Regions from separate parts of the Mus musculus genome. Here regions 2 and 3 are each linked to region 1. The links are chromatin contacts, called in public HiChIP or PLAC-seq and promoter capture Hi-C maps. All regions are on one chromosome and are shown on one strand. The core of a region is the stretch at or near the end of the contact, and the rest is flanking DNA. Distances in the headings are between cores, read along the strand shown.

Region 1 (3,494 bases), core at 587-3,086:
GGAAGAGCAAGCAGCCAGTGCTAGTAACCACTGTGTCATCTCTCCAGTCTGGAACCACAGTCTTAAAAGAACACCAAATTCAACTGACTGCAGAAACAAGAGGCATTAACACTTCTTTCAACCTCTTATTTTTCTGTTAGACAGTGCTGGTAGCAGAAACTAGGGGTGTGTGCATGCTGGACAAAGCACTCTATGACACTAACAGCTCAGACTTTAAATTTCTCTAAGCAGCAGAGAACGTAGCATTTTTTGGCACATTTCTCCCATTTCATCCAAAGGCAGAAAATATCAGTTGCTTAATGGCTGTCTCTACCACAGACTTCATCAAATTAAGAGGGAAACTGGAAACCTTGCCCACATGGGTACTTCAGAAGAAAAGCACATGCAGTTGGGATGTGTAGGAATAGTTTTTTTTTTTTTCCTTTCCCCCAACTAACCACCAATACACAGCAAAAACCAAACATTAACAGGTATTCACCACCTCAACTAAGCAGACTTATCAAGGCCAGTGAAACGTCTTGTGAAGGAGCTTGCTGCCAAGCTGGAGACCCAAGATCAACCTCAAATTCACGTGGAAAGAGAAAAAGGACTCCAGCAAGCTATCCTCTCATCTCCCTGTGAATATGCAATTTAAAAAGAAAAAAATGCTTTTATCCAGAATCCGGGTTGAGTGTAGTGGAGCACACCGGTAATCCCAGCATTTAGTAGGTGAAGGCAGGAGGGTCAGCAATCCAAAGTCACCCTCATGAGTTCAAGGGACAGCTCAGATACATGAGATCCTGTCTCCGGGGGGGGGGGGGGGGGGAACAAAAACCCAAAGGCTGGGGAATAGGTAGAGGGCAAGCTTGCCTGCTATGACTGAAGCTGTGGGTTCTATCCCAGCACAGCATACAACCTGGTGCAAACCTGTAATCCTATCAGTGAACTCGCTCAGAAGACGAGGCAGGAGGATGAGTTCAAGGACAGGCTCAGCCAAAGAACGGGGTTGAGATTAGACAGCCTATGCCATCAAATACCCTCTCTTAAAAAAAAAAAAAAAGAAAAAGAAAAAAAATAAAGAGAAAAGAGAGTAATGGGAAAAGGGAGGGAAGGGCGTAGAGATAAAAAGAAAGGGAAAAGGCAAAGAAAAGAAAAAGGGGAGGTGAGTTAAATCCGATTTACAGGTTGAGCCCTACGTCAAATCCGCGGCCGCAGAGACCCCACCCTGGGAAGATCGCCGGGGCTTACCGGTGGGGCGGCCTCCGGGAGGGTCGCAAAAGCGGGGTGGGGAGCGCGGGGTAGACGTGGTGGACTCGCTGGACCGCCGAGGCCGGAGGCGGGGAGCGTGCGGGTGGGCGGCGCCCCGGCCTCTCCCTTGGGTCCTGCCGGAGGGCAGGCTCGGGCGGGCCGGGCTTGCCCAGGTAGCTGCCCATGAGTAAGAGCTCAGCCGGGTCGGGGCCTCCCAGCGGGCTGCGGGGTTCGCAGAGGCTACCGTTGACTGGTGACTTGGCCGGAGGCGGTGAAGCGGTGAGAGCTGGCCGCGGGTGACGGCGCGCGTCGCGCACGAAGGACGACAGGGCCCTCGGGCCGCGGGGTTCTCGGCTCAGGCCCCACCAGGCCGCGCTCGCCCCCACGGCCAGCCAGGCCAGCGCGGCCGCCGCGGGCACCAGGTAGAGCGCGAGGCCGAGCAGCGCTAGGCCGAGGGCCGCAGCACCCGCCGGTCCTCCGTAGCCGCGGGCCCGGCTCCGGCCTTCCCGTCCGCCCAACGGGGGCCGCCGCCGCTCGCCTCCGTCAGCCGCCGCAGCCGCCGGAGACATCGCGGCTCCGCGCCGCGGAGCGGACTTAAATATCCCAGGGTACACCGCGCCGCGCGCCGCCGCCGACGTCACTGTCGTCGACGCGGCGCGCCGGGTGGAAAGGGGAAACCGCCGCCGCGTGCGGAGCACGGCGCGAGAGCCCTAGTTTGAAAAATTACAGCTTAGGTAGGCGGATCGGTGCACGCCTTGCCTCTCAGAACGCGGGAGGCGGAGGCAAGAGGAGTTCCGTGAGTTTGAGTCCAGCCTGGTTCACAAAGACAGTTCCAGCGCGACATGGAGACATAAAGCCTGTCTCAAAACAGCAAAACTTAAAAAAAAAAAAAAAGAAAGAAAGAAAAGAAGAAAAGTACAGCCCGGTTTTTGACGCTGGAGGTTTCCCTGACGCTCCTGGACTGCAGAGGAGTGATGTTAGAAATCAAGGCACAGAACGGAGATGGGTGGCACGCGCCTGTAATCCCGGCATTTGGGAGGTGAAGGCAGGAGGATCCCGAGTTCTAAGTCAACCTGGGCTACTTAGTGAGACCCTCCCCGTCTAAAACAAAATAAAACCCGATCAGTCAGACCCTGTATTGGAAAAGGCCAATCAGGCCCTGTGTGGAGGCTCACTGTTTATCGCAGCGAGGTCAGTTCCAGGCCTGCTGGAGCAACACAGTGAGACCCTGTCTCAAAATAATTTTTTAAAATGTGTGTTTTGCTTGAATGTATGCTGGGATTACATTCACACCATCACATCTTACACTTGCGTGGAGGTTGAGGGTCAACGGCAAGTGTCTTTCAATCTCCTTTTTTTCTTTTCTTTGTTGTTGTTTCTCGAGACAGGGTTTCTCTGTATAGACCTGGCTGTCCTGGAACTCACTCTGTAGACCAGGCTGGCCTGGAACTCAGAAATCCACCTGCCTCTGCCTCCCAAGTGCTGGGATTAAAGGCGTGCACCACCACCGCCCAGCAAGTCTTTCTCAATTACACTGCACATTATTCTTTGACACAGGGTCTCTCACTAAACCCAGAGCTCACCAACCTGGCTAGGCTGGCTGGCCAAAAAGACCCAAAATCTTTTTGTGCCTACCTCAGTGCTTGGGATTACAGGGGCTCCTACTGTGCTCAAGCAAGCTTGCTCAGCAAGCCCTGTACCAATGGAACCATCTTCCCAGTCCATATTTCCCCCCTTTCCATCCTTCCCTCCGTTCCTCCTTTTGTTTGTTTCTTCTTTTTTTGAGGATGATAGACTGAGAGCTATTCCTCCACAATCAAGAGTAAGATAAGACTAGACTTGGGGAGGGAAGGCTAGATGGATGAGGGAGAAGCGGGGAGAGGCAGGGATTAGAGTTTAGAGACGATGCATATTGTTAATAAAACTAGCTGAACTGGTAAATGACAGTGAGTACAGTGGGCACTGGTGATAGTTAAGAAACAGGGTGGTCCTGCTCAGTGCCATTCTTAGTTTCTGAGGTGTAATCCAGTAGGGGTTTGTTGTGTATCGGCCACTAGAGGGCAGTCCCAGGCTTATCCATTAAAGCACAAACACACACAGCCTTATCTGTCCACCTTGGTTTTATGCAGTGGTTCTCAACCTTCCTAATGCTTTAACCGTTTTATTCAGTTCTTTATGTTGTGGTGACATCCCCCAACCCCCAAACTATAAAGCTACCTCCTAAGTGTAATTTTGCTACCGTTATGATTTGTAGTGTAGATGATGTT
Region 2 (3,494 bases), core at 539-3,038, 370 kb before region 1:
TGCTGCTAAGCCTAAGGACTTGGATTGGTCTCTGGGACACACAAGGCAGAAGCAGAGAACTGACTCCAGCAAGTTGTCCTGACCTCTCTGTGTAAGCCGTGGCATTCTCATGCACACAAATAAATGATGTAACAAATATTAAAAATAAAATATAGCATAATGTTGATGTCTAGACAACCGGAAAGGCTATGGCTCTCTCCCGTGCCAGGACACATTTGTCTCCTGTCAGATTTTTCTAGGGACGGAGGGGAGGCTGAGCCCGTGTCCCAGCGTGCCTGTCAGCCAGCCATCTAACCTGCACTGAAAGTCTGGGAGAGGTGCCAGGGCCAGACACACTGGGCAGCAGGAGGCTGGATCCAATCCAGAACCGTGCCTTGGTAACTCTAGTGTACAAGGAGGTGTGGGTGTGCTTGGCTTGGGGTCAAGAAAGCCTGAGACCACTTGTGTGTGTGTGTGTCTGTGTGTGTGTGTGTGTGTGTACTCTGTAACAAGATGCTGGCAGGAAGCTAAAAGGTACATGTCTGCCAACCGGCAGGCTCTTCACGTTGCTCTACAGGGACCAGCATACCGTTCACGTTGCTCTGCAGGGACCACTGAGATCTTTCCACTGGGCCTAGGTTTGAACAGCCTACAGCTTCCACACAGGAAATAAGACGTCAGGCCTGGCATTTGAACTCCGGGCTGGAGGCATGGAGGGGTGGGGGTGGCAAGCTTTTTTTTTTTTTCCTTTTAAATATCTTAAACATTTCATTTATTTGTTTGTGTATGTATGTATGTATGTATGTATGTATGTATGTATGTATGTATGTATTGTGTGTAAAGAGAAAGGCAGTCAAATTGAATCGAACAGGTGAGCTGAGAAACTCTGGGGAGAGTAAAGAGGCAGCAACCCGGTCTGGAGACAGGGGGGTGCTCAGAAAGGTGGGAAGGTTTAGAATTGACCACTACAGAGAGGGCTTTATTTTACTTTATATTCACTTGGCCATGTGCCTCCTGCCTCCATCGTGTGGTTGCATATATGTGAAGCACGGAGCTCACTCATGTGGCGGTCAGAGGACAATTTACAGAATCCAATGCTCTTCTTCAGTCACGTGGGGCCCAGGGCTAGAACTCCAATCGTTTGTTTGTTTGTTTGTTTGTTATTTTTCAAGACAGAGTTTCTCTGCGTACCTTTGGCTGTCCTGGAACTTGCTCTGTAGGTCAGGCTGGCCTTGAACTCAGAGATCTGCCTACTAGGATTAAAGACATGTGCTATCATCACCCCGCTGGAACTCAGATCTTTAAGCTTAGTGGCAAGCATCTTTACCTGTTCAGCCATCTCAGGACAGGATGGGTGGTTGGAGGGGGTTGCCGGGGGTCGGTTCAAGAAGGGATTTTCAAACCTGGCATTGAGGCTCATGTCTGCAAAACCTGTACTCCTGTGGCTGAGGTAGGAGCAGGTGTTCAAGGCTAGCCTGGGCTACACAGTGAGACTATCATTGAACAAAGTGGAAAGGGTTCCACTCCAGCAAATCCAGGGGAAAGGAAGGACTCTAAGAGTCAGAATCCAGGGTCTATCTAGATAATGGGTGGCTGAGCAGAGGTGGGGGCTGGGGCAGAGAAGGGCCAAGGAGTTGGAGCTGCATCTAGACAGAGATCACTAGTTGACGAGGGGAGGAACCAGGTCCCGAGGGCTGGGTTTGTACCCCTTTGCGCTCCCCGTAGGCGGAGCCCTGGGCGGGATATATCCGGGCGTGGAAGCATGATGGGCGTGGCCAGCTGGGGTTGGGCTTGGGGGTCCCAGGGACTGGGGCGGGGCGCGGGCTGGCGCTGCGCAGCCGCGGGGCGGCATCCGCGCATGCGGGACTTACTCGGTTGCAGCCGGCGCCTACTGCCACTCCCGGGAGCATGAAGGACCGAACCCAGGAGCTCCGCACGGTGAGTCCGATCCTCGTGCGCCGCTCACCCGGCGTCTTGTAATTCTCCACTTTGTTCCGGCATGCCACCGAGGCACCTACAAGGGGACGGAGGGAGCCTTGCAAAGCTGAGGGACCCTCGAACCCCCATGGGAGTCCCACCCCTCCGATCTACTTCTGGTCACGGACTCGAGCCCTTCAGCACCGGGACTGATGGCTAGAACCTGGGGTTTTGAGGAACTTTTCAGGGCGTTCCTGTTTGGGGCGATTTGGAGGGCTGTTAAGGGGTTTCGGTGGCGGGATGCAAAATCGTGACCGTTCTTCGCCCGCTTGTCACCGTCCTTGCACTGTCCCCTGGAGGCTGAACCTCTCGTTTCCTTCCCACCCCCCTGCCCAGAGTTCCCCTCCCAACCCCATCCTTGGGCGCGCTGCGGAAACGAGGCCGCCGGGTGGGGGTGGCCTCTGCGGGAGCCGTCTCTTGGGGCTCCCCATCACCTGTGGCTCCCATCACCTGTGGCTCCCGATCCACCCTGGTCGCTTTAGGGATACCCGGCTTGCTCTGGATTAAAGGACTCAACCATATCTACCCTTGGTCCACCTTTGGGCTTCCAGGCAACCCAGGCTGTCATTTCCCAGACCCTTCCCGGATTGCCAGGTCTAACTGCGACCTGGATCTATTTTCCTACCTGTGTGAGAGAGGCCTCTGGGGTGTGGCTCTTAGGGCGGGGTTTCGAGATGAGTAGAAGGCAGTAGAAAGGTTCTAAGTCAGAGCCCATGATCCTTCAATCATGAGACCCCACTTTTAACACAGGGGAGTGCCCTTCTCTGGCCTCAGACCCTAGAGGGACAGAAATTAAGCTCTCCCGTGAGAGGGTTAAATAAGGGCGCCACATCAGATTGTCATATCTGATTCCTCAGCAAACCCCACCCGTTGATTTCTGGGTGTCCCCCCAAGCTGGGTGGCGTCCTAGATCCCTCTCATCTTGTGCCCCACTTACAGCCCTTCATAGAAAGTTTTGTTTTGGGGCTTTTGACCTAATGGCTGTGATTTCTGCCTAGCTTCTCCATCTGTGCCTGGATCCCTCTACCATAATACCAGCCATATCTATGCTCTCCAGTCTAGCCTTCATCCTGTTCCTGACCTGCAAGCGACCCCCACATGCCTTCAGACCTGTATTATTCCTGGCTGGATGCCCAGTGCCTCATCTATTTCAAAGGAAACAGACAGCCTTTCAAGTCATATATAGTGTTTAAACACTTCCCCACCCGCCCCTTGTCGTTGCCCTCAAGTTTCCGGTGTTTTTATGTTTTACGGTTTTTTGTTTTTTTTTTTTTTTTATGTAAAATCCTTCTCTGTACCCCAGGGTGGCTTGGAACTATATAGTCTCATTGGGTCTTAAACTCAAAGCAATCCTCCTGCCTCGACTTCATGAGTGCTGAGATGACAGCACACACTATTGTGTCAGACTGGTGACAGATTGAATCAGATAGCATGTCCAGGTGATAGATGGCAGTGATGTGGTCACCCCAACGTGTGCCCCAACCCGTGTGACTGTCATGATTGTATGAGGAAACCACAAGCCACGAACACAGGCCTTT
Region 3 (3,494 bases), core at 546-3,045, 330 kb after region 1:
GGCAGGGGAGTGTGGGACGTGCAGTTAGAAGGGACAAGTTGGGACCTGACACCAGAGGGCTATGGGAGCAGCAAAATGACCAACTCTGATTTCACAATGGCGACAGCCAGGCAATTGGGAAGGCAGAGGGAGGGCAAGGGCAGGGAGGAGGCTGGAGGAGCCATTCCAGGATGTCCCCTGAGAGGAGACACTGTCCCAGGAGAGGGCTTCTGGGGTTGTCTTTGGATACCTGGGGGAGCTAGGATAGGATGCGTGCAGGCTGGAGCAGGTGAGGAGGGTCTGAGAGTCTGGAGATTCGCCGGAACATTGGCTATAGCTTGTTATTGCTGTGGATTGCGGAAAACCCAGATTTCAGAGACTCTGACACCATCAGAAACAGTAGGGATAGCTTATGGCTGGAGAAAAGATAATCTTTGTGTGTGTGTGTGTGTGGGGGGGGGTAGGGGTATAAATTCCAATGAAAAGAAAACAAGCCAAGCATGGCCAACTGAGCCAGAGTAAGAGTTTGAGGGTGGCGGGCTCAAGTGTCTGATGTGCGGCCATGGAACCCCAGATAGAGTCCCCAGCACCTGTGACAGAAAGCCAGGCCTGGCCATGCAGCTCTCTGACCCTGATCGCCAAGAGCTCAGAGGACAGCTCCCAGGAATCAGCTCTTTCCTTTCACTGCGTGGGTTCCAGGGATGGAACTTGAGTCACCCATGGGTTCCAGGGATTGAACTTGTGTCACCCATGGGGTTCAGAGATTGAACTTGATTTACTCATGGGGTTCAGGGGCAAGCGCCGTCGTCGCCCACAGAGTTGTCTCACTAGCTTTGGGAGAGGTCACTCTGCTTGCTTACTCACTCGCTCCACTTTTACATATCACACAATTACTTCTACCCTCACAACTGCCCTTCCCAGGTGGCATTTGTTCTTTTCTTTTCTTTCTTTCTTTTTTTTTTTTTTTTGAGACAGGATTTCTCTGTATAGCCCTGGCTGTGCTGGAGCTCACTTTGTAGACCAGGCTGGCCTCGAACTCAAAATCCACCTACCTCTGCCTTCCAAGTGCTGGGATTAAAGGCGTGCACCATCATACCCGGCTAAAATCTAACTTAAAAAAAAAAAATCTAAAGACGAAGCTCCGATCAGTCGATCAGAGCTGGGCGTGGTGGCGCACTCCTTTAATCCCAGGAGGCAGAGGCAGGCGGATTTTGAGTTCGAGGCCAGCCTGGTCTACAAAGTGAGTTCCAGGACAGCCAGGGCTATACAGAGAAACCCTGACTCGAAAATACAAAATAAATAAATAAATAAATAAATAAATAAAAGCAGAAAAAAAGTTAGATTTAAAAAATTCAGTATCTGAAACCCATTTATTGCAATTGATCAATACACATATGCCTCTTTGTGGAGGAGAACTGGGTAAATTCAGATATAATTTGCATTTAATAAAATCCCTCTTCTCGTTTTTTCGTTCAGTGCTAAGGATGAACCCTGGGTTGTGCACCCCCAGTTCTAATTTTAACTATACACATGGATCCCAGGGATTGAACTCAGGTTACCAGGCTTGGCAGCAAGAGCCTTTACCCACTGAGTTGTCCCGACAGCCCCATGAGTCTTGACATCCACAAAATTAGGTAGTCAGTCTCATAGTCAGCAATGTCCCATCACCCCGAAGCGCCCCAGCACCAGCCTTGCAGCTGCCTCTTACATGCCACCCATCTGAGAACGGCATCTTTGCCCAAACCCAGCCTTGGCTCCATGTCAGTTCTTGGCTTCTGTCCACTTCTGACTCACCCATGAAACACGTGTGAAAGAAACTCCAGCCCGTTGTTTCATAGTTTCCTATGATCTGGATTTGGCCGATTGTGCCCCTCTGGGGCTTGTTTAGAAAAGCCGCAAAGACTCTCATTTCCTCAAGTGACCTTTATTTTGGGATCCGCTCTCCTTTAAAATCGCAGCACTGCCTGGAGTCAAGGCTGCAGGCGGCTCTTACGTCCGTCTGTCTTTATCTTGGCGCGTCAGCAGATGGAGGAGCATCTGGGGGTCTTGGTTCTTCCAGTCAGGGACACCCTTTTTATATAGATGGCCTTGCACCTGTGGTCACTAAGCTAGAAACACAGATGTGTTTCTTAAAGAAAAAGGCATGGCTGGAAGGAGTGCTCAACAGTTAAGAGCACTGGCTGCTCTTACAGAGGGCCTGGGTTCCATTCCCAGCACTCACATGGTGGCTCACAGAGGGTACCTGGTTACACACATGGTACACAGACATATGCAAACAAGACACTCATATATATAAATACCTAAATAAATAAATAAATCTAAAAACTGTTTTTCAGAGAGAGAGAGAGATAGAGAGAGAGAAAGAGAAAGAGAAAGCTCTAGGTGTGGTGGCCCCTGCATTTAATCCTAACATTAGGGAGACAGAGGCAGAGAGGCAGAGGCAGAGGCAGGCAGATATATGGAAGTTCAAGGCCAGCCTGGTCTACAGAGAGAGTTCAGGATAGCTAGAGCTATTAGGAAGAGAAACTTGGTCTTGAAAAAAAACATAGAGAAAGAGAGGGGGTGGGGGGAGGGAGGGAGGGAGGGAGGGAGGGGCATGTAAGAGACAGCTGTCGATGTGAAGAGTGGGCAGGGGACACAGTGTCTGACCCAGAAGTGTCTAGAAGAGGCCCCTCTGCAAGCTCTGGTCTGGGACCTCTACTGTCACCAGTTGAGGTCACCTGCATTTTTCTGCTCTCTGAATAAGTGGGTTCTGGCCTTCCTGTTGACACTCCAGATGTGGCCTGCTCACTCCAGATGTGGCCTGCTCAGGATAACTGCAATAGAAGCACTTTAGCCCACTATGTCGACTTCTTTGCTGTCTTGGCTAGGGTTTCTACTGCTGTGATGAAGCACCGTGGCCAACAGGAGCTTGGAGGGAAAGGGCTTATGTAGCTCACAGATCCAAGAAGCCAAGGCAGGAATTCAAACAGAGGAGGAATCTGTAGGTAGGAGCTACAGGTGCCGAGGCCACAGGGGAGTACAAGGGTCAAGGAGCACCACAGCCAGCAGAGTAATGATCTACAAGAGGCAAGAAAAGTAGTTCACAACTAAGTAGCCAGGATTGGTTTGACCTTAGGGAATTGGACCCCAAATAGTTTATTGTAGGCACATCTAAGCACAGCATGATACAGTGACAACCCTCCTGGTGATAATTAACTCAATCTCACTATACAATAAAGCTTAAGACGTAACTACTTCAAAACTCTTTGTAACTTACATGTGACATCTTCCATAAAGATGGAGCCTGTAGGTTTGACTACATGTGATAAAATAGGTTCTGTGGCTTGATGAGCTCACACTCTAGGGAGGATCTGGTGTGGTCTCTGTCACACTGATAGCCCAAAAGGTCACCAGGCCAGCCTTCTGGGTGGATGGCGAGTGCTGCTTACCGGTTTGCTCAGCCTTAGCTCTTATAGAACCCAGGATCACCAGCCCAGGAATGGCCCCACCCACAGTGACTGGGGCCTCCCCTG

Evidence for each region. Promoter capture Hi-C pulls out the DNA fragments that hold promoters and counts their contacts. HiChIP or PLAC-seq counts read pairs in DNA pulled down with a chosen protein or histone mark.
Region 2: a contact with region 1 is called in a promoter capture Hi-C map of pre-B cells. The contact joins the promoter of Stx1a here to the promoter of Pom121 in region 1. A contact is called at or near these places in 5 of 39 promoter capture datasets (cranial neural crest, frontonasal cranial neural crest, maxillary cranial neural crest and 2 more), 1 of 115 datasets of contacts at active chromatin or transcription factors (pancreatic cancer cells) and 1 of 9 other capture datasets (adipose tissue).
Region 3: an H3K4me3 HiChIP or PLAC-seq map of bone marrow-derived macrophages shows a contact between it and region 1, with 3 times the contacts expected there. The contact joins the enhancer-like site here to the promoter of Pom121 in region 1. A contact is called at or near these places in 2 of 39 promoter capture datasets (cranial neural crest and embryonic stem cells), 1 of 15 datasets of contacts at CTCF or cohesin (the NIH/3T3 cell line), 2 of 484 Hi-C or Micro-C datasets (cerebellum and embryonic stem cells), 14 of 115 datasets of contacts at active chromatin or transcription factors (bone marrow-derived macrophages, craniofacial prominence, differentiating embryonic stem cells and 11 more) and 4 of 9 other capture datasets (adipose tissue, embryonic stem cells, liver and 1 more).

What each region holds. Positions count from the first base shown.
Region 1 is chr5:135,392,710-135,396,203 of GRCm38.p6, forward strand. Pom121 (nuclear pore membrane protein 121) reads right to left here and starts at 1,837. Exons shown (of 13, transcript NM_148932.2): 1 at 1,228-1,837. The coding sequence starts at 1,796.
Region 2 is chr5:135,021,694-135,025,187 of GRCm38.p6, forward strand. It overlaps Stx1a (syntaxin 1A (brain)), which reads left to right and starts at 1,789. Exons shown (of 10, transcript NM_016801.4): 1 at 1,789-1,917. The coding sequence starts at 1,888.
Region 3 is chr5:135,720,551-135,724,044 of GRCm38.p6, forward strand. All of the region lies in intron 2 of Por (P450 (cytochrome) oxidoreductase), which reads left to right. Among named protein-coding and RNA genes, the nearest start is that of Mir7034, 14 kb to the right of the region's middle. Within about 2 kb of position 1,796, at least 72 of the 459 cell types and tissues checked have an H3K27ac peak or open chromatin away from gene starts, as enhancers often do. A contact at or near this core is called in the NIH/3T3 cell line, adipose tissue, bone marrow-derived macrophages and 1 more, where this site is marked.